Regions from separate parts of the Mus musculus genome. Here all the other regions are linked to region 4. A link is a contact called in public Hi-C, HiChIP or PLAC-seq and promoter capture Hi-C data. All regions are on one chromosome and are shown on one strand. Each heading gives the region's core, a stretch centred on a gene start, on an enhancer-like site or on the middle of the called end of the contact. The rest is flanking DNA. Distances are from core to core; before and after follow the strand shown.

Region 1 (2,801 bases), core at 64-2,563, 1.2 Mb after region 4:
AATAGGAGGTAAAGCTCCTACAGACATTAGAGGTAATGGCCTGGCCGCCCTGTGCTGTTAACTCCTCTTGGGCCAGCATGTTAAAAAACAAAACACGTTTTGCCCAGGCAGAGGTGGGCTTTGAAAGGATCATGTTCATATGCACACATTCAGGCTCACTACCTCTCTCCTTAACGGTTCAAACCCGAAGCCCATGCCCTGGAAAGAAAAGGGGCAGCGGACGACCGTTGGATATCAGTCAGCTCAGCTTTGCCACACATAAGGCGAGGGCCACAGCCACCAACAGCACGGCGCTGAAAACGGTGGCAGCCAGGGCCTTGCTGGGGTCGCAGGGGCCCGCGCGCTCCTCTACCGAAATGCCACCGGCTGAGGACGCGCCGGCACTGGCACCGGACAGGAGTTCGGCGCCTGCCGCTTGTCGCGCCTGTACAGTCCAGCGGGGCACGTTGACTTTCATTTCCATGTCGTCAATCATCTCGCCCACCTGGAGGACTTCGCGCTCCAACTGGGGCAGATCGGCGACATCGAAGTCGCTCTCCGCTTCGTGCCGCAGGCTGCGGGCGCTCAGGGCGCGCGCAGCTACAGCAGAGGAGCCGCCCGTCACCCCAGTGCGAACAAGTGGCCGGCGCGGCGCGTGCAGCGGGAAGGTGGCTCCCAGCGCTAGTGCGCGCTGCATGTCGGCTTCGAGCAGGTCCAGGCAGCCTGAAAAGGCCACCCAGAGCCGCTCAAACTCCGCGCGCTCCTCGGTAGCTAAGCTCCGGTCCCGGAGCGCGACGGTCAACCGGGCGCCGGTGGCCACGGCCAGCTCCCGCGCCTTCTGGCGGGTCTTCTGCAGCTCTTCGCGTAGGTCCTGAGTGTCCGCGGAGCCGCCCACAGTAAGCACTAAGTGATGGTAGCACGCTGTGGTCTTGTTGAGCGCGTCCAGCAGCGCCTTGCACTCCTCTCTGGCCATGGCGCTGCCCTCCGGCGGTACCCTACTTGCAACCTTCAACGTCGTAGGTCGCCTCCAGCCCTGATGCCAGCCTTGAGCAGGGCGGACTGAAAGCTCCTCATGTCCTCGCCGCTGTTCTCAACAGAGCTCTCCAGGGACCCTTGAGGTGCGCCTCCGGCGTCCCCACGGCTGGGGTAGTCTGGTTAGCTTCTCCCCATCCGCTCCTCCATTTCCCCCAGACGCGCTCCGGGTCACGCGTAGTGTCTTTGCACCACTTTCTTTTTCACGGCGGCTCCCTGAGAAGCCCAGAGTGAAGACCCCATCCTTGATCGACCCCAAGTCTCCAAGACGAGCCGCGCGCCTTAGCCCCGGCCAAGGGCAGCAGGATCCAGTTTCCTAGGACACGCCTCCAGCCACCAGTCCAGGCCCGGGGCTTCCTCCGCCCGCCCCCCCCGCCCCCTCCCCGCCCCCGGGCCAGGGGTAGGCGGGGCCCAGCCCAGGTAGATCAAGTGTGGCTTTCCCTCTTCTCCCTACCATGATAATTCTGGAACCTTAGCGCCCTACAAATTCAAGGTTTTTTTTTTTCCTACTTTGCAGACGAGGAAAAGTGAGACTCGGTAGAAAGAATGCTTAGCTTATCGCAGCCCATGCTAGTGAAGGGAAAGGACCAAGGGACTAGACCCTGTAGGCAACAGAGTAGGGTGGCTCGGAAGTCTGGGCACCTCCAGTTTGCATCACCAGTAGCACGGGCGATCGACCGGGTAGGATTGTTACTTAGTTGGAGCTCTCTTCTTCATCACAGTCTAACCCCATTTCAGGGGCCCAGCTTGGACCCCACCCCTAATATCAGATCTTCCTTAGGTCCCGCCTCTCGAATTCTGGGCACGCGCACTCCCTGGTTCTGGGCGGGGCTAGCTTGAGTAGGAAGCGCGGAGTCGCCTGGGCCCCACCTCCGACTGAACTAGACTTAATGATTGCTCTGTTTACGTGTCAGTCTCGACTAAAACGACCTCTTATTGGACAGACTGGAGCAGGGTTCCGCCCAACGGCGGAGTAAAGAGGTAGGCTGAAGAGTGGAGCCACCGCACCCGGGTGGTGGGCACTCAGGTCCCAGCCCAGGGTCCGGGAGGTGCTGTCGTAGCACAGAGGTGAAACTATGTAGCCTCTTAAGTAAGTGTCTTCTGCGGGTATCCTCCAGCGCCTCCCTACTCTGGGGAACGCCGAGGTCGGGCGGGGCCTGGGAGAGGAAGGGGGAGGGGTTCCCTGCACTGAAGGGGAGCCCCAGGCTGGGCTGATGGGCCCCAGGGGCCCGGACCCGTGGCGGGCTGAGCCTCCCAGCTCTCCCGTTCCTCTGCGGTCCGCATCGCGGCGCGCACGTTGTCCACTAGGTCCAGAGGGATGCCTAGGCGGCGCGGAGAATGCATCTGTTCCTGTGGCACCACGGCAGGCCTGGGTCCCCCGGAGCTGGGACTTGGGGCAGTGGGCAGAGCTGTCGCTCCCAGGCCATGTGGCCTGGGAGGTTTTCCGGTGACCAAACTGAGGGAGGAGGCTGTGTGTTCAGATCCTGGTCTAGGCCAGCTGATTGAGTTTCCGCCGGGGCTGAAAGTGGAAAGGGTATCCCTGCCTGCTTTACACGTGGCGAGGTCCTCTCGTCCTGTATGTAGAGAAGACTTATGGAAAACTCAGGTACCCAGAGACGTACAACCACACAGAGTGTGTTCGGTTTCTTGGTTGAAAACGGACTGCCCAGATGCGCGCGCGCCAGGCGGTGCCCCTCCAGCCTCTCCTCCAGCTCCAGGGGACCTGGACACTCAAGGCGGGGTGGGTGGCAGGGGAAGCAAGTGACACATCACCATCTAGGAGTGAGAGG
Region 2 (2,986 bases), core at 19-2,518, 1.1 Mb after region 4:
ACTCAAAAACAAAACAAAACAAAACAAACAAAAGAGATCTGATAGAAGATAAAAATCCCAAAACACATTTAAAAAAATAGGCAAACAATTCTCAATTATGCGTGCAAATCCAAAAGCAAACAGGATAGTGAGCATGGTGGCACACATGTATAATGGAAGTACTTAGGAGGTTGAGGCAAGGTGATCACAAGTTCAAAACCAGTCTAGACTATGAATCTAAAACCTATTTCAAACTCTGCCCCCACAAAGGCAAAAAGATGCCCTTGATCTCCAATATTTAAAAAGTATACACAATATAAATAAGCAAATTATAAACAGTATTTATAACCTGTGAAGAAAGAAACAACAACAACAAAAAACAAACAAGAACATTAAGTGTAGGGAGCCAAGGAAGGCCTGAGTGAGTCTGAAAGGAATAGATAAACTCCTATGTGAATGTCTTGACATGGACACAAGCATTTCAAGGACACCAATGCCTCAGACTCATGGGATTTAGTAAAGCCTTCCCTCTGGTCTGTGGATATGGACAGTGTGTAAAGAACTAGCAACTGGGACTGGAGAGATGGCTCAGTGGTTACGAGAACTAACTGCTCTTCCAGAGGTCTCAAATTCAATTCCCAGCAACCACATTGTGGCTCACAACCATCAGCAACAAGATCTGACGTCGTCTTCTGGTGTGTCTGAAGACAGATATAATTGTACTCAAATACATAAAATAAATAAATTAATCTTAAAAAAAGAAAGAGAACTAGCAACTACAGCTTCCTCCTCCTGGGTGATTGCAACCCTTGATGGTTCCTCTGCTGCTATGCACACTTCAGTGAAAAAGTCTGCTTGGCAGGCCAAGAGGCCTGGAAGCACTCAGGAGGCAAAGAGTTTCAAGGAAACTCAACCTCCTGGAACCTTGGCATTCTCATAACCTCTATACTCACACCCTATTCCTGAGTTAGTCTGGTGTATGGATCCACGTGCTCTCTTTTAGTATTATTTTATTATAAGTGCCTTTAAAGATTGAATTCTGACATAGCTAAGCCTTCGCCAGTGTTCCAACATCCCAGAAGCTGACAAAATTGGAATTCAGTAAGAATGTTACCTATTCAGTAACATTCAAATTTACTTCTAGTAGAGACAGTGAAACTAATTAGGCATTACAAAGAACAGAGCCAGAATAGCTCAGGGCTGGTCTGCAGAATGTTTACTTGGGACAATAGCCAGTCTTACCCAGACCAGGGAATTCACAGTGGCCTAAAGAATAGGTGAGTTTACCATGAAAGAGTTAGGGAATCCCCCTGAGACAGGTTTCTTCACTAGCCCAAAGAAACAGCATAATCAGGCATTTACTAAGAACCCCTGGTGGCGGGCTTAACAATAGACTAGCATTACACCTGGCTCCCTTCTTAGTGGCAGTGGCCAGGTCCCTGCCTTCTTTTGATGTATACATTCCTTTTGTTTTGTGTCACTGTAACTCGGTGGATGTATCTTGCCTGGTTTCTGGTTGCTCTTCATAAAAAAGTATGATCTCAACTTGAAAAATTACATTCATATTCTACACAACCTCTTGTGTTGATTTTGTCTGTCATTCGCCAACTCCTTGTCCACCTGCAACTAGAGACCCATTCTATGCAGACAGGGTCCAAAAGGGTCTGCAGCACTCTGCAAAGTCTCCTATTGAGACTAGCTAACCCCTCATTCTCCTGCTGTACATAATGAACTTACTGAGGTTCTGGCTGCTGCATAGTTGGTGCCATTCCATCAGAGTGCACACAACCCACCATATCCCAGCCTTTCAGTTCCTGTGTCTTGTGTATCTATCTATCCTTTCTTCATTCCCTTGTCACCCTGTCAGGTTAGGTCCAAAGTCACACAGGATATAATGCATGTGAAAATTCTATCATTTAATCAAAGAGGATATGGGGGCAGCAGATGTAGCTCAGCTGGTAGCACACTTGCCTGGCATGTATGACACTTTAGTTTAACCTGCAGTATGTCATGAAATGGAACATTTTGACACACATCTGTAATCCTAGCACTTGGAGGTACAGGGAGGAGAATCAGGGGTTCAACACCATCCACAGCTACACATACACAGTGAGTTAAAGGGCCAGTGTGAGCTACAATTCCACATCTCAAAAGTGGGCAGGAGGGAGAAGAAAAAAGGAATGAAAAACAGCCATGAGGGGCTGGGGTGCAGTTCAATGGTAGAGCACTTAACTAGCATGTGCAAGGCCCTGGATTCCACTCTCAGCACAATCCACCCCCCAAAGTAGCTGGGGCAGGATAACAGATAAATCAAGCAAACATAAATCATTACCTAGGGAAAGGGAGGCATGGAATAGAAGATCAAAGTTGGAGCTATCTGAATTTACCTTGGAATATGTTATTTTTAAAATTATAAAAAAACTACAGCTCAGCTCTTAGGTGCTGAGGCTATAGCTGACCACCTGAGCTGTTGCCCTGGAACCCATGAAGTAGGAGAAAAGTTCCACAAGTTAAGTTGTCCTCTGACCTTCTCATGCCCATTGCCACAAACACATGCACAAAACAAATACAACGGGATGAAAAGACCCACAAAGGGCTGGAGAGAGATCAGAAGCTAAGACCACTTGCTCCTCCTCCAGAAGACCTGAGTTCATTCTCAGAAATCAAGCCAGGTAGCTCCAAATGCCCTTGAAGGCCAGTTCCAGGTGATCTGATGCTCTCCTCTAGCCTCCGAGGCCAGCATAGCAGCACACACATGGTGTACATCCAGATACATACTGTCTTAGTGTTCTAGTGCTGTGCAGAGACACCATGACCACACCAACTCTTATAATGGAAAGCATTTCACTGGGACTGGCTTACAGTTTCATTAGTGCCTTGTCATCATGGCAGGCACGATGGCGTGCAGGCAGACAGTGCTGGAGAAGGAGCCCAGTTCCACATCCAGACCAACCGGCAGCAGTACTTCAGGGCTTGGCTTCTTGGGTCTTTGAAAACCTCAAGCCCA
Region 3 (2,700 bases), core at 163-2,662, 1.4 Mb after region 4:
GATGCTGCACCCTTGTGATGTTTTCCCTCCCTGATTCCGTAACACTAACTGTGGGATTTGTTGCGTGACACAGTTTTACATTATTTTCTACAGTTCCTACAGAAAGTAGTGGGTCTGATTTATTCCCACAGAACTGACCACGTGGGAGGGATTCCTAGTAAACTTGTGACAGCCAGATTTTGAAGAACTGAAACACTGTTTCTGATACCTGAATTTTAGCACCTGTGTTCTTTGAAAAAAAAAAAAAATCCCTGCTAAGCTTTATGCCTGGATGTCAAAGACAGTAAGACAGTGCGGGGCTGTGCCAGTCAGGGTGGCTGCTCTCTCTGGGGAGCAACTGTGGGTGTAGCTGCGGGAGCAGTTACCTAGTTTGGAAGCTATGAGGGGGAGGCGGGGGTGTGGTGGTGGTGAGTAAGCTGGCTTCAGTCCCCCGGGAACATCTTGCCTGGTTCCTCTGACTAATGAATAGCGTTTTACTAATTATCTATTAAAGATGAGGAGTAGCCAGACGCGATTGTTTCGGCAGCTAATCCAACCTGCACTCTAGTTACCAAAGTCTATGTTTATCTAACGGAAAGGCTCTTGCTAAATACAACAGAGGAAGCCAACACCACACAATGCTTTTGTTAAGATTCATTCATTCAAAAATGCTCAGACTGAACACAGACTCAAATGCAGTGTGCTCAAAAAGCACAAGAAACGGGGGGGGGGGGGGGAGAGAAGAAATCTTTTCAAAGTCTTGCAGCCACAGCTGGAATCCTGTCCCCTCTTGAGGAGTTATACCCTCCCTGCTAGCCCTCGGCGGGTTAGGGCTATACAGGGGGCCCACCTTACATCTACCCTGAGCCTGGTAAAGCAGAAAGTTAACAAACATGCCAGGTGCTAATTACATTTCCCGTCTGCATGGCAACAGCCTCCCCAACTAGGAAACAAAAAGTTGCTCCGGCCAGCCGGACTCAAAGCCCTGCCAGACATTAGCAAAGAGACCCTAAGGCAATTCCTGGACTACTGACCAGGACGCGCGCCACTCCCCCGCACCTGGAGCCACTCCCCTGCGCACCTGGCGAGCCCACGCGAGGACCAGGTGCTAGCCGGCCCGGGGAACCTCGCGACACTCGCTCCCGCTCTGAGACGCTCCCTCCCACGCCCCGCCCACGTGTCCCGTAGACACTGCGCGTCCAGTCCCCTCGCGGCCCGACCCCCAGCCACAGACCTGCGGCCTCAGCAGTCCTCAGGGGCGGCTCGGGTTGGCAAAGAAGCACCCCGAGCACCCAGGCCTTAGGGACGCGCCCACTTCACGGGCTACAGCGAGGTGAAGACTAGGAGGACCCAGCTGTTCCCGGCTCTGTGCGGCGCGCTGCAAGGATGGGCCTGGGGGGCGTCTACAGCCCGGGGAAGGGGCGCGCCGGGGAGGCCGGGCCGCTACCGCTGCATTCATTGGTCCCGGCAGCTGTTCGTCAACGCAAGGCCCCGCCCCCGCCTCCCGCGCTGCCCCGCCCCGTCTCGTGCGGCGCACACCGGAAGGAAGAGGTACACTTCCGCTCAGAGGGCTGTTTTGGGGGTGTTAGGCTCCGAGGCAGGTCTTAAGCTTGGCTTGTTCCTGTGTTCGGAGTCCCTGGTGCCCCGAAGAAAGGTTACCCAGTCTCGGGGGACCTTCCCAGCTCTACCTCCTGCCTCCAATGTCCGGCTATATGCACTTTCGACGTTGTTTAGTGATAAAATCCGCAGACACTTTTGGGTCTCCAAAGACATGCCTCTCAGTCCCCACACCCCCAACCCATCCACACCCATCCTCCCGCCGCCGCCGTAGTACTGCTCTGGCCTTTGTTGTTAATTCTCCTCCTTAACATGCACCTTCAGTATTGAGTCCTAGATGTTCCTCTTATCTTTAAACTGCTTGTCAGCATCTTTTCCCTCTCTTTGAGACAGGGTCTCACTTTCTAGCTCTGGCTGGCCTGAAATTGCGTGTGGACCAATTTGGCCTCACGTCTGCCTCTGCCTCCTGAGTGCTGTGACTAAAGGAAGGTGTGCGCCAGACTGAGTTTTGGTAGTGGATGGCCCACTGAGATCAGTACCTACGAAAAGGCAGCCTGTCATCTAATTCCAACAAAAATTGTTCCATACACCCTGCCTTTCTTAGCTACCTGTCCCTGATAGATCTTTTTCTCTTTTGGTTGTCGACTGTTAATACCAAGAACACACTGCTCAGAATGCTTTATTAGATAGCCCCTCACCCCACACCTACTTAAAGTGATTTGTGGAACATGTAACTGGTGTGAGGCGCATGTCCCTGAGGGGAACAGTATTCAGCTGCTGCTTCATGTCTGTAACACGAGGCAAGAACTGTCATAAGAACGTCGGGTCGTAGTGCTTCTCATAGAAAGTGGGTGCGCACTAAGAGTAAAGTCTGAGATTTAAGGTCTTAGATGGCGCTCCTGTAGTCCTGCTGAGGAAGGAGGCTGCCGCAGGAGGATGACAAGTCCAACTCTTGCCTGGGCCATATGCAGAGACATAGAGTACTGGCTTGTCACAAGCATGCAGCAAGACGATGAGTTGTAGTGAAGCACGATAGAAAGGCAAGGGAAATTATGGAGGAAGGAGAAGGAATTTCCCCCATTCCACTGCAGATCTAGATGAACCCTCGCCAGCTGCAGGCAAGGATCCCAGCACAGAATACTTGCTGTAAAGTTTGCTAACAGA
Region 4 (3,026 bases), core at 357-2,856:
TGATTCAAGGATTTTTTTTTTTAAGTAAATTGCCAAAAGTTATGTAAGTATCACAATGCAACTGTGGAAAACATCACCCTACTCTTTTATAGTGTCCCTTTTTTAAGCTTTGTTTTTGTGGTTCTGGGGAGGGAACCCAGATCTCCCACTTGCTAGAGAAGAGCTGTCAATCAAGCCACACCCCTACCCCCTATTAGGTATAATTCAAGAAACTGAAACTGTTAAAAGAAGCATCTATAAAAAATGCTTTTAGATTTAGAATCTTGCTATCCCTAGGACCTTTTTTCCTAGCATACTTAGTTCTTAACAATTCTACTAGGTGTGGTAGGAAAATAGACCTCCCTGGTATCAGAAACTGTTATAAGACTTCCCCTAGGATCAGAAACTCAAGTTTATTTTCTTTGTGCCTTCCTGTCACTAGCACGCGTGAACGGAAACAAAACCCACAAATTGACTGTATCGACTGTACAGACTATGGGGTTGGGGTAAGTAGGGGGGGATCCCCTTCCACACAACTTCCTCTCCCCAAGTACAGCGGAGTCGGTCAGCGCCCCGATAGTACTCGCTCTGAAGTGTGTACAAGAGTCCCGGATCATCAAAACTTAAACTTTCCTTTCTACCAGGGTTCCAGAAAATTGGCCCATGGGGACAGCAAGCAAGCATTTTAACGCGCACCCTTCGGTTGCATAAGAATTCCGGCATAACAGGTAACAATCACAGAGGAGACAAACGGGATGCGATCGACTGGACGGTACGAAACGGCCTTTCGAGATCACAAGTCTGCGGCGCAAACCCAAAGTTTGGAGCACACTCCTTAGGAGTTCACTCGACAACCGTCGCCACCGACCCAGACGAAGAACGCTGAGAAAATGGGTGCCCGAGGAATCAACACATCCGCATTCATCTCGAGGTAGGCGTCAAGATTCTTCGACTCCTCCGGCTTTGTTCGGCGCTTCCGAAGAAGGAACGACCGAATTTCGGTCTTGGAAGCCGCGAACCTGGGTGTGTTCTCCGGCTGGTTCCCGGGACTTTAGCATCGCCCCGCCCCGGGCGCCGCGCACTCGTTCCCCGGATGGAAGGCGCGGAGCTTCGGGGGAAAGGAAGCAGCCCGGGGAGCCCGGGGAGGCCGCAGCCCGGCCCTTGTCGCTTGGGGGCCGGGAGGGAGCGAGGCCCGTGAGGACCGCAGAGGGAGAAGAGCGCGAGGGCGGCGGGGCGCTCTACCCGCGCCCCCCAAAACCCCGAGGCCCGCCCCGCCGTACCTTTGGCGAGGGCTACCGTGGAGTTCTCGGTGTCGATGGTGTAGAGGATGCCCTCGTAGCGGATCTCCGCCTTGGAGATGAGGCTGATCTTGCTGCCGATGTAAGGGGTGCCCCCGCTCATGGCGCCGCCGCCGTCGCCCGCCGCTCGCACTCAGTCAGATCCCGCGCTGCGCCCGCCGCTCCGCCCGCCCGCCCGCTCGCTCGCTCCCTCCGTCGGCGCCTCACAGCAGCCGCCTCAGAACCAACATGGCGGCCGCGCCGGCTCCGCTTACCCTCCCCCAGCCTCCCGCCCTCAAACCGCGGCGCGGCGGCGGCGGCGGCGGCAGCAGCGGCGGCGGCGCAGGGCATGCCGGGAGGGCGAGGCGGCGTGCTTTCTCGCGAGACTCGCCGAGCTCACGGACGGTCCCGGGCTCTTTCCGCGGCGGCCCAGAGCGCTTGGCTTGCGCTCCCGACGTGGAAGGTTTTCACGGCACCTAGATGTCGCGGGAAGACTAGACGAGGGCCCATCCCGCCTGGTGATGCTGACTGCGGCCTCTGCCATTTCTAGGCGGGCTGCACTTTGGTACGAGCCCAGAGTCTTTGTAAGCGGTCGCCTCCCAGCTCCGGAGCCGCTCTCCGCGGGCCACGGAACTCTCACTGTAAACGCCAGAGCAGCCATCTTCGCCTGAGGAGTCTCACACTCCAAGGGCTGCCGCTCCGGGAGGCTCTGGGACTCTGTCCCCCAAACTGAGTCCAACCCTTTTTATGCGGCTTGATCCGTGTCCTAGCTTTCAAGATGTTCCCGGTCACTAACTATGCAAGAAACACCAGTCCAAGTGTTTCTCTGCCGCTTTGATCACTTAATGTCAGCTCCACTTTCTTAATAACGATCATCTCTCCGATCGGATACCAAATTGGCATCTTAAAACTTTGCATCCAGAGATGTAACTCTTCGGTTTTACTCCAAACTCGTCCCTCTAGCTTGTTCTCGGAGGTAACTATGAACCGGGAACGTTTGCTTAGTAGCTAAGACCCCAGTCCTGGATTGTCTTACACCTCCACACCTGTCCTAACTATAAATCTTGTCTGTTCAGGCTGGACCGTCTCCATCCGTACAGCTCTATATAACGCCTCAGTTACCCTGGCCAGAGTTGTTGGCAGTAGCTCCCGAAGAATTCTATTTCTCTTACCCCTACTAGGTTTTTCTTAACACAGCAGTCAGGGGGAATCATGTTCAAGTAGCAAGAGATTTTGGACTTTTGTTCAACTCAAGATAACATCCGTCTACTCAGTGCGCTCCACAGGTTACATTTTACACAAGGTGAAAACCAGACTTCCTAGTTTGGCTTATGAGGGCATGGATGATTTAATTTGTTGTTACACAGCTCCATACTGTTCCAAGCATCCCTTCTTCTCACAGCTTCCACAGTTCATTATACTCTGCTCAAAGCTGCCCTAAGAGGTGATGTATTTACAAAACTACAGTAGATCTCGCTTTACACCCCTCTTCTTGCCTTGCTCCCTCCCTACCCCCCATCGCATTTGTCTATTTAGTCATAAGTGTTTGTCTCCCTTCTTGGCTAGAATGCAAATATTTTGAGGAAGGGTTTCTGGTTTTAGACACTGTTTGCATCATCCTTGGGGCCAAGTGTAGCAACCGGCCCAGGACAGCTGCTCGGTAGACATTTGCTGCAAGAGTGAACAACTGGGATAAGAGCCGAACACAGGCAGCAAGTAGGATGTCTGGTGCGCTGAGCCAATGCATGGTGATTATCTGCGTGTTCCGGG
Region 5 (2,979 bases), core at 339-2,838, 1.4 Mb after region 4:
GCAGCTACAATTAAAACACAGTCGTAGCTAACATCAAGTAGTGTTCAGCTTCATTGTAATTTATGAAACACACATGCCAAACATAGCGCTGAAGACCACCTGTCCTGGAGCTGCAAACCCAGAATTAGGCCTGCGTCCATTTCCTGTAATATTCCTGTAATTCCTGGTGGCCAAGCCCTTCTTTGGACACAAAGTGTCAAGGAACACCTCTGAGGCTCACAGACGTGAAACAGTGCCTGGCTTCAGAACTCAAACCACGCTTTCCCTAGTATACCGATTTCCCTTTCCATGCTCAAGGTGAGCATGATCAAGTAACAGCACCGGATGGATGCTAGGCAGCAGCAAACAGCTTCGTTTGCTCAGAGTTCTGTGGGTCCAGTCACAGTGGTGGCGGTTTATAAATAAGGCATCTCAGTGAGATGTAAGTGACTTACCCAAGGTTACATGGCTGTTAGTGGCAGAGCCAGTGTCTTTCCAATCAATTTCTGAAACAGATAGTCTCCTGGATCGATATTCACAATCCAGCTGTGGCCAAGAAGGAAATAAACACCATCAAACACGTCTCTCCATTGGCGGGCGAAACACAGTAACTTATTTCGGCAGTGAAGAAACTTCCAATACTTAACATTGAAAAGAAATTTCGGAAAGCTGTTCATGCAATGTAATTGTGTGAGGCAAATTTACATAATTTACTTAACAAGTAGAGGATTTTGCAGAAGCTAAAACAAATCAGCCTGGAAAACTTCTAACAATTGTATATTTTAAACCTCCCCCTCCATGTAAGTAATTCACTCAGCAAACTACTGCTTTTACTGACATAATTTTCTAACCAATATGGAATAATAAATGACATATTGCTATTCTAACTTTAACCGAAATTACAGCCTAAGGGGTGATTATGTAAATTAGTCAAACACAGTGGGCAGAAGAGTACCATGAAAAGATGCGACAACGTGGCTTGACCTATATATTCTCCAAAGCAGTTTCCTGCCCTGGTCCTCCTTTTTTTTTTTGGCTACTGTTTTCCTATTGTTGCTTTAAAGTAGGCTTATTCGGTTCCCTTAGAAAGTAACTTAGCGATTACAGTTAAGTAAAATTAGTACACCGCTAGGGCATCCTCCGAGTTTCCAGAGTTACCATGGTAAAGGAATGAAGGGTCAAACTTTCTCTTTTTAATCAATATAGCAATCCATACACAGAATCAGACCAGTAGAGTAGAAAGTACAAACTCAGACAGAAAAGGGGGTAAATCCAGTAATTGCCTTGGGCCATGTAGACTGAAAGCAAATTCCTGTCCACTGTCAGCAACCTTTGGTGGGGGTGGCTGCCTGGACCTAATTAATCACCCAGGCCTCGGACTCCAAACAACGATCGGGATGCCCCAGGTCTGGAAAGGTGGGCACTTTCACCAATGGTCTCAGCGATCTCTGGAAAGATCAGTCAATCCCAGAGGATGTGTACGTGTGGGAGGCCACGATTGCTATTTTTCGTTTGCGCTGGCATTTCCTACACCACGCAGTGCTTAAAGGACGGGGGATTAAAGAAACTTAAGCTCCATCCTGGCTGGCCTAAGCGCTTTCACGTCTCCAGAAGGCAAAGGCGCTTCAGCGGGACCTGGGGAGCAACGGGACCCCCACCCCCAGCGGCACGGCGGGCCCGGGGTCTCCACAGGCCCGACAGAGGGACGACAGTACACACAGGGCCCTGGAGCTCAGGCTCGGGTGCGTGGCAGTGCCGCGGGCGTCACCGGCGAGGAGGAAGCGGGCGTCACCAGCGAGGCCGCACATGGCCGGCGGCGCTCAAGCGGAGGGGCGGCCCGGGGCGCGGTACCTGCGGTCGGGCGGCGGGCTGCTGCTCCTGCGAGCCTCCTTTGGCCGGCCGGGACCCCACCGTACCCTCGCCCTCGTCCGCCTCGCTCCCGACTCCTTTCCCTCTCTTTCCCCCTTTTTGCCCCTTCCTCGGCCGTGGCTCCAAGATGGCGGCGCCGAGACAGATCACGTGAGCGGCGAGCCGGTCAGGTGAGCCTGGAGGCGCGCGGCGTGGGCGGGGCTGTGGTGGGGTGGAGCCACCACAGACCACGCCCTCTGGCAGAAAGGGCCTTAAGGCTCTGGGCAGATGCTGTGGCCATCCAGGTCCTGTCAGAGCTGGTGTTGGTCTAGAACTCAGTTGATATCCACTGTGGCCTCAACCTGCTGGGGCATTCTTCATCCCCTCATTTACCCCATCGTTCTTTACATCCTTGTGCTTGTGAATCTGGCTGGACTTTTTTTTTTTTTTTTTTTTTTAAAGTTTATCGAGGGCTGGAGCGATGGCTGGAGTGATGGCTGGAGCGAGGGTTGGAGCGATGGCTCCGTGGTTGCTCTTATAGAGGACACAGGTTTGGTTTCCAGCACTCATACAGTGGCTCACAACCATGTGTAACTCCACTTCCAGGGACTCAGAAGCTCTGGCCTTCTTCTGACCTCCACAGACTCCAGACACACACATGGTGCTCAGGTATACAGATAAGTAAGCCATTCACACACACAAAATATTATCTACGTATTTATTTATTGTTATTTGTGGAGACTTGTGGTCAGAGGAGAATTTTCAGGAGTCTGTTCTTTCCTTCCATGGTATGGGTTCTGATATTGAACTCAAACCTTCAGACTTGGCAGCGAGTACCTTTACCCATTGAACCACATACCTCCTAGATAAATGCTCTTCCACTGAGCTATTGAGTTTCCTGAAACAACTCATCCTGGCTTCTAATTCCTTATGTAGTTAGCCCAGGCAGACATTTGAAGTTGTGAACCTCCTGCCTCAGCCCTCCAGGGTAGCTTGGGAGAGTAGATGTGTCTCCACCATACCAGGCTCTAATTGGAGCTATTATTTTTTTCAGGCATCGTATGCTGAAAAATGTAGAGGTCCTAACCGTATGTCTGATGAGAGGCAGTGCTGGCTCTGGGTCAAAAATACTTTCTTTTTTTTTTTTATGTT
Region 6 (2,817 bases), core at 223-2,722, 1.2 Mb after region 4:
CCTCAACTCCTGCTCCAGGTGATTAGACACTTCTGGCATCAATGGGCACCTGCACTCACGTGCATATACTCTCACACCAGAACACAACTTAAAATAAGTCATTTTGTTTATTTTACAAAAAGGAAAATAACGGGCAGTTGAAAACATTTTTTTGCATAAATAAAAGATGAACTTGAAGCGGTGGCACACTCAAGACCTCGGGTCCTAGGCCTGAAGCCTAACTAACTGTGCCTGGTGCATTGCAAGTGACACGAAAAAGAAAGGGAGGGAGGGATGGAGGGAGACAGACAGACCAACTCGCGCGCGCGCACACACACACACACACACACACACACACACCTACCACGCGTGCGCATGCAGAGAGAGAAAGGGGTTAGAAAAAGGAGAAAGATGGAAAGGGAAAGGAGAGAGAAAGCGAAAGACGAAGGAAACGGGAACAGAGAAACAGGAAGAGATGAAGAAGGAAGAAGAAAGTTAATGACTGAAATCCTATAATGTGTTCTAGAAACCCGAATGAAAACGATTTAGGGCATGAAGTGAATTGGGAAGTGTCCAGAACAGGCAGTTGGGAGCATTGCCGCGCCCCCGCTTAGGGTGAGAGTTGAGTCCTTGAGAGCCTAAAGCAAGGTCACGCACGTGCGCCTTTGGTCTGGGGTAAGGCTCAGCGCATCCCGGGGGGCGGGTCCCGCGACCCCTACCTGGTAGCCCACCACCTCGGCCACGTCGGGCTCCACGCGCGGAATGTCGCGCAGGCAGCACAGGAAGAAGGTGGTGTCGAAACGGCGGATGGTTCGCCCATACGGGGTGAGCCATCCGCCCCAGTCGTGCAGCGCCCAGATGTCAGGCGTGCAGTCTAGGTGCGCACACAGCTGGAGGAAGCAGCGCGGGTCACTGCGCACGCGCGAGCGCCATTCGGCCAGGCCGGCCGGAGGCGACAGCGCCTGACTGGGCTCCTGAGAAGCTGGAGCCGCGTCCCGCGGCCGCAGGAGCAGCACCCCCGCCTCCTCGAAGGCTTCGCGGATGGCACAGATGCGCAGCGCTACGTCATCGGGCAGCGCCGCGGGGTCCGCGTCGCCGTGGGACAGCCCGGGGAAGGGGGGTTGCCGAGGGGGCTCCGGGCCTAGGCCGAAGCGCGGCGGCGTGTGCCGAGGCGCGAACAGACGCACCCAGTCGGGTGAGCTGTCGGCCGCGTCCAGCACGCCGCCCGGGAAGACGTGCGCGCCGGGCAAGAAGCGCTGGTTTTGTGCTCGCTGGAGAAGCAGCAGCCGGAAGCCGGCCGGGCTCGAGTGGGTCCAGCCTGCTGCCAACATCACGGTGGCTGCCCGCCGCCAGCTGCTCGAGCTGCTCATGGCCGGCGTCCTTCAGATCCCCCTTAGGAAGTGGCCGGGTCGTAGAGTGGTGTCCAGAAGCCCTATAAATGTTGAGGGCCTGAAAAATCCGGCCTGGCGGCTTCCGGAGGTTTACTTGTGGGAGGAGCGTGATTCCCGCGCCAGAGCACCTCCTCGAATGCCCTGCGCTTCAGTCAGGGTCATTCTCGCCCTGTCACAGCCCTGTCACAGCTGCTGCAGTCACCAGCCAGCCTCTGGGAGCACGGGTGCCAGTGTGGAGTGGAAAATAATTTCTAGTTGTGAACCTTTCCCACTAAACGCAAACGACTAGGACTTTGTCCCCTACGCTGGCCTGTTGCCTGTATAGGAGGTTCCAAGGTGTCTGGAGCTCTCTTGAACCATGCTAATAAACGAATGGGTGGATCAGATGCCAAGTTAGACTAACTACTCTGTAGTTTGAATGTCTTTGGCTAGTCCCTGTCCCTTGGGGTAGTCTGTCTTAAGTTGTAGATGTTGTTATTGCCTGAGCACCTGAGGATCAGGGAAAATTATCTTAGTGTGATTAGTTCTCTTTCTACGTGGGAGATGTTTAATCCTAGACTAGCAATGCTTCCCCCTCCTCTCCAACCTTTTTTCCTTTTTTCTTTTTCTTTTTGTTTTTGTTTCTTGTTTTGTTTTGTTTTGTTTTTAGACAGGGTTTCTCTGTGTAGCCCTGGCCGCCCTGGAACTCACTCTGTAGACCAGGCTGGCCTCGAATTCAGAAATCTGCCTCCCAAGTGCAGGGATCAAAGACATGCGCCACCACTGCCTGGCTTCCTCTCCAACTTTTAAGTGGCTGGAGGACTTGCACTTCTATTTTGTTTTTTGGAAACAGCTTGTTTCTGTCTCCCTTTTTGCAGCTCTCTCTCAGTCACCAACTCTTGTAAATCCCATCCTAACTGATCACATATTTTTAGGGTTTCGGATGAGTTAGGCTGTATTCTTGGGGCTATAGAGATGTTTTTTGTTAGTTTTGAGAAAGTATTATTATGTAGTCTTGCTTTTTTGGGAACTTGCTATGTAGACGACCAGGCTAGCCTTGAACTCACAGAGATCTATCTGCTTGTCTCTGCCTCCCCAAGTCTAGGACTAATAAAGGTGTGTGCCAGCCTCATCATTTTGCAGTTGACTTTGGTTATTTTTAATGTTAACCTGTCTAAAGATGGAGCTGTCTGTGTACTTACTGCATCTCCAGAAACAGAAAATGGGGCCACAGGTTGAGAAGTATCTGCCCTTAGTAAGATAACCTGCCGCCGCCGTCTATCTGTGAGCCAACAGACTACCCTTGTCTAAACTGATGCTCTTGGCACTGACACGGGAAATTTGAGCTGAAATTTATTCTAAATCTATTATAGAGCCCAGGTGTCATTATGGGAACTTTTTTTTTTACACTTATTACTTACTTATGCAAGTGCCATTGAATGCATGTGGCGCCCAGAAGACAATGTAT
Region 7 (2,807 bases), core at 97-2,596, 1.4 Mb after region 4:
CAGCCAGCAAGCTAGGCATGGATTCATCATTTGATGCCACTATCAGAGGTGGGGCCTGGCAGGAGATAACAGTTCCTGGCTCTGCCCTGGGTAAGTCTTATGTTTTTATCTTGTCACCTGTCTGCCTGCCCCTCCTCACTGAGCTATCCACCATGATATCCTAGCCACTATGAGCTCTCTATCTGCTTTGCATGTTCCCACCATAAGATCCTGCCTCACTGCAGATGATCTTGGCTAGAAGCTTCTGAAACCATGAGCCAAGTCAACCTAAGAGGGTTTTATTTTGGTTTGGTTTTGTTAAAGGTATTTTGCTATAGAAACGAAAAGCTAACACAAAGTGAAATGACTTTAACATGTTTTATTTAACTCAATATAGCCAAGCTATTTTAACACGTTGCCAACATATAAAGCTATTGGGATGCTTTACGTTCCTTTTTGTACTCAATTTTTGCAACTGTTCTGTTTTACCCTCAGAACACAAGTCCCATCTCCAGTGCTCAGTAGTCATGTGGCTATGGCTGTCATATGGGACCCCATGATCTGGATCTAGGTCCCCCCCTGCTCTGACTTATACTCCTAGCTTGTCATGGCACAGTGTTGAGATCTGGTCCTTGAGAGAAGAGATAGGACCACATCACCCTACAGAGAACAGTCCAAGAGGCTGTAGCTATCAAGGAGAATTCTTTGTTTTGAGTCACTTCCAGCTGGGAGGGCCTGGGATCCTAGGGCACGAACTGGGGGAAGCAAACCCAGTGCTGTAGTCATTAGAGCACCTGTGGCCTCTGCAAGGAATCGACTGTAAGAGATTGTTTGGTGATAGGCTACGAGAGGATCGAAGTATGAGGAGCGTTGTAGTCGGTGGCCTTCAGCAGTTCTAATTACAGGAAGGGAGCCGGCACCCCCAGCTCAGCACTGGAAGCATCGCCATGTCTGCTGTGGAAGCTAAAGGGCTGTTGAACAGGGGAGAAGGCCCAGAGCCCATGCTTGTGAAACGCAGCCCTGGTGCGCCAGGGCTACCTCAGCAACTTAACAGAGCCTAACAGTAAACCCCAACCAGCTCCCGGGAAGCTTTCAGTGGCTTAAATGCAAGTTTCTAACTCAACAAACCCAAGACAGGAATACACGCAGACAGCTAAGGAAACTTAGAAACAAGTGGTTTTTTAACAAAAAAAATTTATTACCAAAATACAATATTTAAGTCAATACATGGCAAACTCCTGTAAAGCAAAATAAATTACTCTAATTTTGGACAGTTCTTCTGAAAATTAAGAGGTGCCAGCCAGAGAGCTTGCTGCACTCACTCTTCTAACCAGGCGGCCTGTGCTGCCACAAACACGGTTTGCAGCGTGATGGGTGGGCGGGCAACAGAATGTCACCAAACGCCAATCATCCAGTTTTAATGAATCAGCGTCAGAATCAATCATTGCTTTTTTACATGGCGTTCCAGAAGTTTCTCTACTTGGGCTACAGAAGCAAAGCCATAGTGTTACACAATACTTATTTCTTTAAAAAAAAAATACATGTCTTTACGCCCATGAATGTCAAACTCAAGTTTCTATTAAATATATTTATAGACTATTACTTTGAGCACCTTGCTGCACAATTGAAAACCTGATTAAATAAGTGCTTATGAAACTGAGACCAGAGACACCTGCTCATCTTTGTCAAGCCAACTACGCTGCAGAGATGCGATGTAAACATGATGCTCACATTTGTTTTGTGAGGAAAAGAACAGTAATTACAAAGCCACCGATGGTAACCTCGAACAGGGGACTGAGCGGTCCAGGGCAGAAGCTTCAGCCGGTATCGATCGCTGCGTGTGGTCAAGCCACAGATAAAGTGAACAGGCACATGGCTGACAGGCCAGTGAGGGCATCTGCCAGAGTCCTGTGATCACAGCAAGGGACAAAATGATATTTATAAAGGTCACAACTGGCACCTCTCTCTCCATCTAATGTTTACTGAACACAGTAATTTTAAAGCAGTATTCCCCATTTGCTCTTAGAAGCGCAGGTGGTCAGAGCAAGAGACAAAAATCAGGGTTTCCCATGCCAAAGCTTAGAGCAGTGGTCAGGATACTCCTCTGAGCAGTGACCCTGACCGGGTAAGAGTCTCCCCAGCAATGACAACCATACATACATGCTTGTGTTACTCAGAATCTTGCTTCGTGGTAGAGCCTTGCTGTAAATGCTATCAGGACATGCAGGGCCCAGGCCCAAGGGCTCATATGAACGCACGACAGAGCGGAGGCTCTGAACCTTTGGGTTATTACATTTCCCCGTGGGTGGGGGAAGGCTTGCACTCATGCTTGCTATCATGTGGTCTGAAGGGACGTGGAAGCATCTTCTGAAGAGCCAGCCGCCCTGCTGAAATGGTAGGGGGTTTGGGTGATTACTATTTTTTAACCAATTGTGGAAAATTAAAGCCACAGAAAATTCACTGAAGGCTATTATTGGTTAGACTAACAGCAAAATGAAAACCAGACCCAGTAGGCACAATAGCAATGGGTGATAAAAATGGAAACATGAATTTTTTTTGCATTTGGCATTAAATATAAATATTTGAATTGTGAAAATATGAGAAAATTCATCTAAGTCCATATAGAATAAATTTAGGGAAATTGAATTAGTATCTATAAATCCATTTTCTTATTAAAATCCATATAACAGAAATGAATTAACCTTCACAGATAAATTAAGCCTATCTTGGCAGGTGTGATGGCTACTGCCGTTAATCCCAGCACTTGGGAGGCTGAGGCCAGCCTGGTCTTCATGAGCTCTAGGTCAGCCAGGACTACACACAAAGAC

Evidence for each region. Promoter capture Hi-C pulls out the DNA fragments that hold promoters and counts their contacts. A called contact is a pair of places that touch in the nucleus more often than the background predicts. HiChIP or PLAC-seq counts read pairs in DNA pulled down with a chosen protein or histone mark. Capture Hi-C pulls out chosen DNA fragments and counts their contacts.
Region 1: a promoter capture Hi-C map of pre-B cells shows a contact between it and region 4, with 5 times the contacts expected there. The contact joins the promoter of Rgs9bp here to the promoter of Lsm14a in region 4. A contact is called at or near these places in 4 of 39 promoter capture datasets (the 3T3-L1 cell line, liver and pre-B cells), 4 of 484 Hi-C or Micro-C datasets (B cells, CD4 T cells, regulatory T cells and 1 more), 3 of 115 datasets of contacts at active chromatin or transcription factors (the SCID.adh cell line, regulatory T cell precursor and thymic regulatory T cells) and 2 of 9 other capture datasets (adipose tissue and liver).
Region 2: a contact with region 4 is called in an RNA polymerase II HiChIP or PLAC-seq map of embryonic stem cells, with 5 read pairs. The contact joins the enhancer-like site here to the promoter of Lsm14a in region 4. A contact is called at or near these places in 3 of 39 promoter capture datasets (the C10 cell line, hippocampal neurons and liver), 5 of 115 datasets of contacts at active chromatin or transcription factors (the SCID.adh cell line, embryonic stem cells, large pre-B cells and 1 more) and 1 of 9 other capture datasets (liver).
Region 3: a promoter capture Hi-C map of pre-B cells shows a contact between it and region 4. The contact joins the promoter of Dpy19l3 here to the promoter of Lsm14a in region 4. A contact is called at or near these places in 6 of 39 promoter capture datasets (the 3T3-L1 cell line, the C10 cell line, cranial neural crest and 2 more), 3 of 484 Hi-C or Micro-C datasets (CD4 T cells, CD8 T cells and Th1 cells), 1 of 115 datasets of contacts at active chromatin or transcription factors (double positive thymocytes) and 2 of 9 other capture datasets (adipose tissue and liver).
Region 5: a promoter capture Hi-C map of liver shows a contact between it and region 4, with 4 times the contacts expected there. The contact joins the promoter of E130304I02Rik here to the promoter of Lsm14a in region 4. A contact is called at or near these places in 4 of 39 promoter capture datasets (the HPC-7 cell line, hippocampal neurons, liver and 1 more), 2 of 484 Hi-C or Micro-C datasets (both in CD4 T cells), 2 of 115 datasets of contacts at active chromatin or transcription factors (large pre-B cells and regulatory T cell precursor) and 2 of 9 other capture datasets (adipose tissue and liver).
Region 6: a Hi-C map of CD8 T cells shows a contact between it and region 4, with 8 times the contacts expected there. The contact joins the promoter of Nudt19 here to the promoter of Lsm14a in region 4. A contact is called at or near these places in 9 of 39 promoter capture datasets (the 3T3-L1 cell line, 3T3-L1-derived adipocytes, the HPC-7 cell line and 5 more), 3 of 484 Hi-C or Micro-C datasets (CD4 T cells, CD8 T cells and the G1E-ER4 cell line), 7 of 115 datasets of contacts at active chromatin or transcription factors (the SCID.adh cell line, acute myeloid leukemia, astrocytes and 4 more) and 1 of 9 other capture datasets (liver).
Region 7: a promoter capture Hi-C map of hippocampal neurons shows a contact between it and region 4, with 2.5 times the contacts expected there. The contact joins the enhancer-like site here to the promoter of Lsm14a in region 4. A contact is called at or near these places in 4 of 39 promoter capture datasets (hippocampal neurons, liver and pre-B cells), 1 of 484 Hi-C or Micro-C datasets (CD4 T cells) and 1 of 9 other capture datasets (adipose tissue).

What each region holds. Positions count from the first base shown.
Region 1 is chr7:35,584,269-35,587,069 of GRCm38.p6, forward strand. Rgs9bp (regulator of G-protein signalling 9 binding protein) reads right to left here and starts at 1,314. Exons shown (of 1, transcript NM_145840.3): 1 at 1-1,314. The coding sequence starts at 952. The coding sequence ends at 239. It overlaps Ankrd27 (ankyrin repeat domain 27 (VPS9 domain)), which reads left to right and starts at 1,979. Exons shown (of 29, transcript NM_145633.3): 1 at 1,979-2,101.
Region 2 is chr7:35,529,488-35,532,473 of GRCm38.p6, forward strand. The region is part of intron 1 of Tdrd12 (tudor domain containing 12); the gene reads right to left. Among named protein-coding and RNA genes, the nearest start is that of Tdrd12, 6.7 kb to the right of the region's middle. Within about 2 kb of position 1,269, at least 15 of the 459 cell types and tissues checked have an H3K27ac peak or open chromatin away from gene starts, as enhancers often do. A contact at or near this core is called in embryonic stem cells, where this site is marked.
Region 3 is chr7:35,753,042-35,755,741 of GRCm38.p6, forward strand. It overlaps Dpy19l3 (dpy-19-like 3 (C. elegans)), which reads right to left and starts at 1,413. Exons shown (of 19, transcript NM_178704.3): 1 at 1,214-1,413.
Region 4 is chr7:34,388,099-34,391,124 of GRCm38.p6, forward strand. It overlaps Lsm14a (LSM14A mRNA processing body assembly factor), which reads right to left and starts at 1,607. Exons shown (of 11, transcript NM_025948.3): 1 at 1,260-1,607. The coding sequence starts at 1,380. Gm12764 (predicted gene 12764) reads left to right here and starts at 515. Exons shown (of 2, transcript NR_169160.1): 1 at 515-910.
Region 5 is chr7:35,801,004-35,803,982 of GRCm38.p6, forward strand. E130304I02Rik (RIKEN cDNA E130304I02 gene) reads left to right here and starts at 1,589. Exons shown (of 3, transcript NR_033567.1): 1 at 1,589-2,018. Zfp507 (zinc finger protein 507) reads right to left here and starts at 1,986. Exons shown (of 7, transcript NM_177739.3): 1 at 1,831-1,986; 2 at 435-525.
Region 6 is chr7:35,554,456-35,557,272 of GRCm38.p6, forward strand. It overlaps Nudt19 (nudix (nucleoside diphosphate linked moiety X)-type motif 19), which reads right to left and starts at 1,473. Exons shown (of 3, transcript NM_033080.2): 1 at 699-1,473. The coding sequence starts at 1,349.
Region 7 is chr7:35,771,190-35,773,996 of GRCm38.p6, forward strand. It overlaps Zfp507 (zinc finger protein 507), which reads right to left. Exons shown (of 7, transcript NM_177739.3): 7 at 1,157-2,807. Among named protein-coding and RNA genes, the nearest start is that of Dpy19l3, 18 kb to the left of the region's middle. Within about 2 kb of position 1,347, at least 3 of the 459 cell types and tissues checked have an H3K27ac peak or open chromatin away from gene starts, as enhancers often do. A contact at or near this core is called in hippocampal neurons, where this site is marked.